2 separate regions of the Mus musculus genome follow, and region 2 is linked to region 1. A link is a contact called in public Hi-C data. All regions are on one chromosome and are shown on one strand. The core of a region is the stretch at or near the end of the contact, and the rest is flanking DNA. Distances in the headings are between cores, read along the strand shown.

Region 1 (2,925 bases), core at 90-2,589:
CTTTCATCCTTTTAATAGCAGCTCCAGCAGGGAAAAGCCACCTTGGGGTGGCTTCAGTTTGCATTTCTCTGATGGTTAGTGGCCATCATTTCTCTTAAATGTATCTATTGGCCACTTATACTTCTTGTTTTGAGAAATATCTATTTAGATCTTTTTCTTTGTTTTAGATTTTGGAGTTATTTATTTTCTTATCATCTGAGTTAAGTTGAAATGACCTGAGCTTTCAGCAAAGGGAAAACACTTAATGTACTAATTGAAGTGGGTGTTCTTCCAGATGTGATGGCTCAGACCTGGAGTCTCAGACAGGCTATGAGAGGTAGAGTCCAGGAGTTCCAGATCCACTAGGTCACTTAAAAAAATTCAAAAGTATTGGATATCAGACATTGTCATCAGCACCTAGCATGCATGACTAATGGCATGTTGTCGCTCCATAAGATAGACTCGGTTATTATCTTTGCTTTGTCTGTAGTTCAGAGAAACATGGAAATAATAAAACACTCCCTCACACCCAGCACTTTTAAGAAACCGTAGAACTAGAAGGTTCCAGGAAAGGATACAGTACTTACAAAGATGAGTGGTTTGTATCCATATCAAGTTCTGGCCAAGACAGCAAAGTGGCTCTCCATTCCCTACAAAGGCACCAGCCAGAAATGATGATAAAAATCTCATCAGGACAGTAGCTGAGTGGCGGAGTTGCTGGGTTGGTACACAGTTTTCAAATGCATGTTTTGTTTTGTTGTTTTAAACAACAGAGCTAGTGAGAATAAGGCATTTTTTAGCCAAGGAACACTTGGTTACAAGGGACCCGTGTCACAAATCTAGCACATGCTGTTGTCCTCGGTGCTTTGAAGCTGACTTTGCTTCCGGGTCCTTTCATCTTCATTGGGGCTGTCAGCCTATTGGCATTTATGGCCTGGAATGGAGGCCCACCGCCTTTCTTCCACAGGCTTCCCGCTTGAGTAAGAAGAGCTTTCAGCTGAGGCCAGGCAGAGAAAACTGAGCTTCAGAGAGGCAGATAGGTGGGGTAAGAGGCCAGCCAGAGGGAGAGGCTGGAGGAGGGAGAAAGGAGCAAAGACAGAAAGCAGCCTCCCAGGAAGGGGTTGGGGGAAGCAGCAAAGTCAATATTGGTCAGATGCCCCAGTCTTTGTTCAGAGACCCAGTTTATCTGAGCAGGCCTTCTGCTTCAAAAATACAGGACATCCTGTGTCCAAAACCTAGAAGAGGGCTGTACCGAGGTCCCTCCTCACTCCTTAGGAATTCAACTCTGTTTACCTCTGCTTCTCTAATGGCTGTAGACCACAGAGGCTCCCAGGGACAGGAAGGACAGGACCGGCCCCTTGCTGTAGGTTTCCTCAGAGCCTGGGCTGCTAGACTTCCTGGGTCAGTCCTGAAGATGGAGCTCGAGACAGGCCAGAGGGATCTGCTGCTCCTAGCTGGCGGAGGAGTAGCAGCAAAGCCCAGCCCCAATTGCAGAAGGCGAGATTGTTCAGAATCTGTGCACACAGGCACAGGACGCTCTCAGCAGACGCTAAGGATGTCAGGGAAGTGACTTGGTAACACAAGGGCAAGAGAGCGTTGCTTCCTCTGTATTTTCCTCTCCATTGTTGTCATATTAGTTATTAGTAAAGCAGAATATGTAGAGGTGAGAAAGGGGTTATTATTCCACCCCCCTTTGGGGCAGGTAATAACAAGGGAACCTTGAGTTAAAGTTTGGGCTCTGGCTTTCCTAGCACTTGGTGTCTTTAAGAAGTTCTTTATTTCCTAGTTTGCCTAGTTAGGCATCTCCAGTCCAAAAAGAAAGAAAGAAAGAGAGAGAGAGAGAGAGAGAGAGAGAGAGAGAGAGAGAGAGAGAGAGAGAGAGAGAGAGAGAGAAGAAAGAAAGAGAAAGAGGAAAGGAAAAGGAAAGGAAAGAAAAGAAAAGAAAAGAAAAGAAAAGAAAAGAAAAGAAAAGAAAAGAAAAGAAGAGAAAAGAAAAGACTGCCTTTCTCCCTAGTGAGTAAAGAGCCTCTAGAAGGAGTCCCTTGTGGGGAGGGAGCTGCATACACAGGGCAGGGGCAGATTAGCCACAGCCCACAGTCCACAATTTACTGAGCCAGTCCCAAGTGCATCCTGAGGTGCTACCATCAGCTGGATTGGGAAGGAGGCACACTCAGCTCCCATCATGCCATCATCTCCCTGTGCTCTGATACTCTGCCATCCTGGTCAAGGAGAAGAGACCCCCCAAGGCTACAGGCTAGGAGAGAAGAGGAGAAGACAAAGGAGATGATGGTCTGTCTGCAGAGGCCTCTGCTAGCATCAGTGTGCCTGGTTGATCATTGTTGGAGTCTGAATGTGTCCGTTCTGCAGGATGGGCAGGTGCAGAAGCTGGAAGTTCACTGAAGTGCACTCTGGATGCTTTACTCGTTCTTGCTGCCCCAGAAAGTGCACACTGCTATCTGATAAATACCTGTTGGGCAAAATGTCTTGCAGTACTCCAAACAATCCCAGAAGGTGAAGATGTTTGCATCCTCCTTGGAACAGTTTGCACAGCTGAGCTCCAGAGAGGTTAAACAATCTATCCTGGATCACACAGCAAGGGGCTACCTGAAAGTATGTGGCTTCTTGCCTGGGTTATGCCGTTCTATGCCATGCCTGTTACACTGTAGCAAGCAATCTCCCCTCTGTGCAGTATATACATCTGAAAAGAAAGGGGTTGTTAGAAAGAATTGTTCTTGTGTACCATATGTGTTTTCTGGCCTTTTCTGAAACACCCAAGGATATTTTCCTCTGCTCTCTCTGGAACTAGGTTTCTTCCTTTCCTTGAGCAATGACTACTTCTCATGCCATGTGGTCTGCTTCTGGGTCATTTGTTCTCGTTTGCCTTTGGCTCAGATGGAAATAGAAAACAAACTAGAACATGGCATTGGTGTTCTCCAGCTCTGTTTG
Region 2 (2,994 bases), core at 237-2,736, 150 kb after region 1:
TTGCTTCATTTCTGTCTCCAGATCTGTGTTTCTCCTGCCTGTGTTTTTGCCATGGCTTCTCCTTAGGATGGACTCTAACCTGCAGGTCAACTAACCCTTGCCCCCAACACATATTGCTTTTGGTCATGGCGTTTTATCACAGCAGTAGAAAGTTAACTAGAGCAGTCAGCATCTGTGATCCTATAGAGATAGGTAGATGTATGCCTTAGTCAATTTATCTTCCCATTCTTGACAAGCATCCACGTGTGCTCCATTTTCCATAGGAGATTTGACTTTGCCTTCATCTTCTCATTAATGATTACACTCATTAGCTTACTTATTAATTGCTTTATACTTGGATAATCTCTACTTAATTAGCGGGAGAAAATGCTGGGTGAGAGGTGAAGACTGAAGTCAGTATCTTTCAAAGCCAAAAACCGAGCACCAGCTTACGTGATGAAGAGAGGGGTGTGAAGGAGGGGTCAAAAGGACAGAAGAGGATGCACCAGAGAGAAATTGGAACAGATGCTTTCCACAAGAAATTGCAGCGCCTCAGATGAGAAAGGAAGTCTTTCTAGTTCTTGGAGGGTCTGCTTGCCCCCTATTGTATTTCATCTATGTTTAAATTCTCCTATATCCTCTCCATCTGTCTTCTTTTCGCTGAAATTCTGAGTCTCTAGTTATTGAATCCAAATATTCCACCGAAGCCTTTAAAGATCCCTGTTAATTATATAGTCTTAGTGTCCCTGCAATCCAGGAGAACTATCAGTAAGAGCCTCACAATCAATAGAGAACGACTTTGGAGGATGGAGACTTACAAGGTACTGTTTGCGCAGGTGTACCAGCTGTGGTTGAATGTTAGGAAGAGGGCCGTGACCTGAGGTCCCTGTCCATAGTTCGCTTAACTATTCCTGGGCTTGAAAAGTTAAAGAACACACTACTCGGCTAAAATATGGCTGGGACACAGAATTGAGAAGCTCTGGCTCTAAATCTGAGGGAGCCAGTGAGAACAAAGAACAAAGGCCACCTAATGTGACCCCATAGAAAGGAAATATGGGGAAATAGGGACTGCCATTATCCAGCCCCCTTACAACATCCTACTGGATTTCCCCTCTGGAAGACTCCTTCTGGACCTTAGTGTGCTGCCAGACCTCTCCATGTTTCCACATGGTTCTGTTTCTCAGGACAGACCCATTAAGAAAAACTGACTGCATTCACAGTGTATTCACAGTGTATCTGAATGCCTTGCAGACTGCAACTTCCTAAGGAAGGAATCCAATCTCTCGTAGCTAAGGTAGGACATACCTATCTCTCTGGAAGGTGAGAGGAGTCCCTGTCTGCAAACACAAGCACACTGAGTTGCCCACATTGCCAGGAGTGCCTCTCCGGCAGAGCAAGGCAGCCTGTTTCCGAAGCCTGAGCCCATCAGCCTCGGAGAAGCCTTTCTGAGACACGAGCAGCAGGGGCCATAATGAGAAGTGGCAGCGAGTGTGAAATCTTGTCACTGGCCAGAGGCAACTGGAAACAAGGCCCAAAATAGCCCAGGCAGAATCCCAGTTTCAGGGCAAGGATGGGAGCTGTGCTTTTCATCAAGAGTTCTCCTCTGTACCATTTAGAGGACTCGTGGACCACACAGTTATTTCTATTCCAACCCCTCGGGAGAAGCCTGTGCCACAGTGCTCTTCTCTGTCACCAGGAAAAAACAGGATATCTCAGTAGTCCTTGGGAAACTACACAGAGTCGTCACAAATAGATGGTAACCTAGGAGGGCTAGGGTCCAGAACAAATCTACATGAGGAGCAGCTAGAGAAAGTTCTGACTCACTCTCAAAACTACCTTTCTTTCTCCTCGTTGGGATGAAAATATTTCCTTTCCACGCCAGCTTCGGGTAAAGCCAACCATCATGTCCTCTATTCTCAGATCCATTCCATGAAATCCAGTATCACAGCCTCCTGGTGGTATTAGTGGCATAGTGACATCATCTGGGAAGAAGTAATACAGCTCTTAAATAAGGTCATCAATTCCAGAATATAAATCCAAATCAATATAACTCGGTGGACTGGCACTGGCTGAAGTACAAGGCACAGAGGACACTAAAATGTGCCTAAAATAACTTGACCTTCAAAGAAATGGATACAGAAAGAATTATAACATAGAGCTGTGCATAAAGTAAGGCTTTGTGTTTTATAAAAAGTAAGGTCATTGCAAAAGAGAATCCATAATCTAATCTTGAGTGGAAGCTAATGAGGCATGAACCTGGCTTCACACAATGAAGAAGAATCCATGGGTCAGCTTAACTTCAGGGAGAGCATTTCAAGAAAAGGGGAATGGGCTGTGTGCAGGCAAAAAATCATCTAAGCAAGTGAGTTGGGTCAGGAAGGAGAAATGAGCTGACACTGCTGGACCATAGCCGTTCCGGGGGAGAAGACAGAGATGAGGCTATACACCCAGCTGTCAGCAACGGATCATCATGTGTTCTGAGAACCTAATGGCATATGCCAGGCTCAAAATAGTCTCTTCTCTGTTTTTCATATTGCTCTGTAATTACATGAAAGTGTTGAAGCTCGGGAAGTCCAATTTCAGTCCCGCCTTTCTCTGCGTAGGAGTTCTTGAGCAGGAGGAATAGACAGGAGCAGTAGCTTCGTGTATTGTCTACCTTCACGTCTGTCCCTCAGGTGGACCCATGGAAACCAAAATGCCGCTAAAGCCTGGAGAGTGGTGTGTGTGTGTGTGTGTGTGTGTGTGTGGTGTGTGTATTATGTGTGTGTGTGTTTCGCAGTTAGTGCTGTCCCCTGATTGCAGGGTGAACAGCTGTTAACAGTGGTTCAAGAGAGGTTTTCTGGGAGTGTAGGAACAAACCACCACAAACTGGTTACTTAAAATGACAAAAATGTATTTTCTTAGAGCTCTGAAGGCCAGAAATCTAAAATCAACTCCTTCTGGGACTGATTGTCCTCTAACCACTTCCAGCCTCTGTGAGCTGGCAGCAACCTGGCTTCCTTGACTTGTGAGCAC

Evidence for each region. Hi-C and Micro-C count contacts between places; a contact is called where the count stands out from the background.
Region 2: a Hi-C map of cerebellum shows a contact between it and region 1, with 1.9 times the contacts expected there. The contact joins two enhancer-like sites. A contact is called at or near these places in 1 of 15 datasets of contacts at CTCF or cohesin (CD8 T cells), 8 of 484 Hi-C or Micro-C datasets (Sertoli cells, brain, cerebellar granule neurons and 5 more), 4 of 115 datasets of contacts at active chromatin or transcription factors (CD8 T cells, acute myeloid leukemia, embryonic stem cells and 1 more) and 1 of 9 other capture datasets (embryonic stem cells).

What each region holds. Positions count from the first base shown.
Region 1 is chr12:73,707,697-73,710,621 of GRCm38.p6, forward strand. The region is part of intron 9 of Prkch (protein kinase C, eta); the gene reads left to right. Among named protein-coding and RNA genes, the nearest start is that of Gm34189, 73 kb to the right of the region's middle. Within about 2 kb of position 1,340, at least 63 of the 459 cell types and tissues checked have an H3K27ac peak or open chromatin away from gene starts, as enhancers often do. A contact at or near this core is called in cerebellum, where this site is marked.
Region 2 is chr12:73,861,660-73,864,653 of GRCm38.p6, forward strand. No RefSeq gene overlaps it. Among named protein-coding and RNA genes, the nearest start is that of Hif1a, 45 kb to the right of the region's middle. Within about 2 kb of position 1,487, at least 7 of the 459 cell types and tissues checked have an H3K27ac peak or open chromatin away from gene starts, as enhancers often do. A contact at or near this core is called in cerebellum, where this site is marked.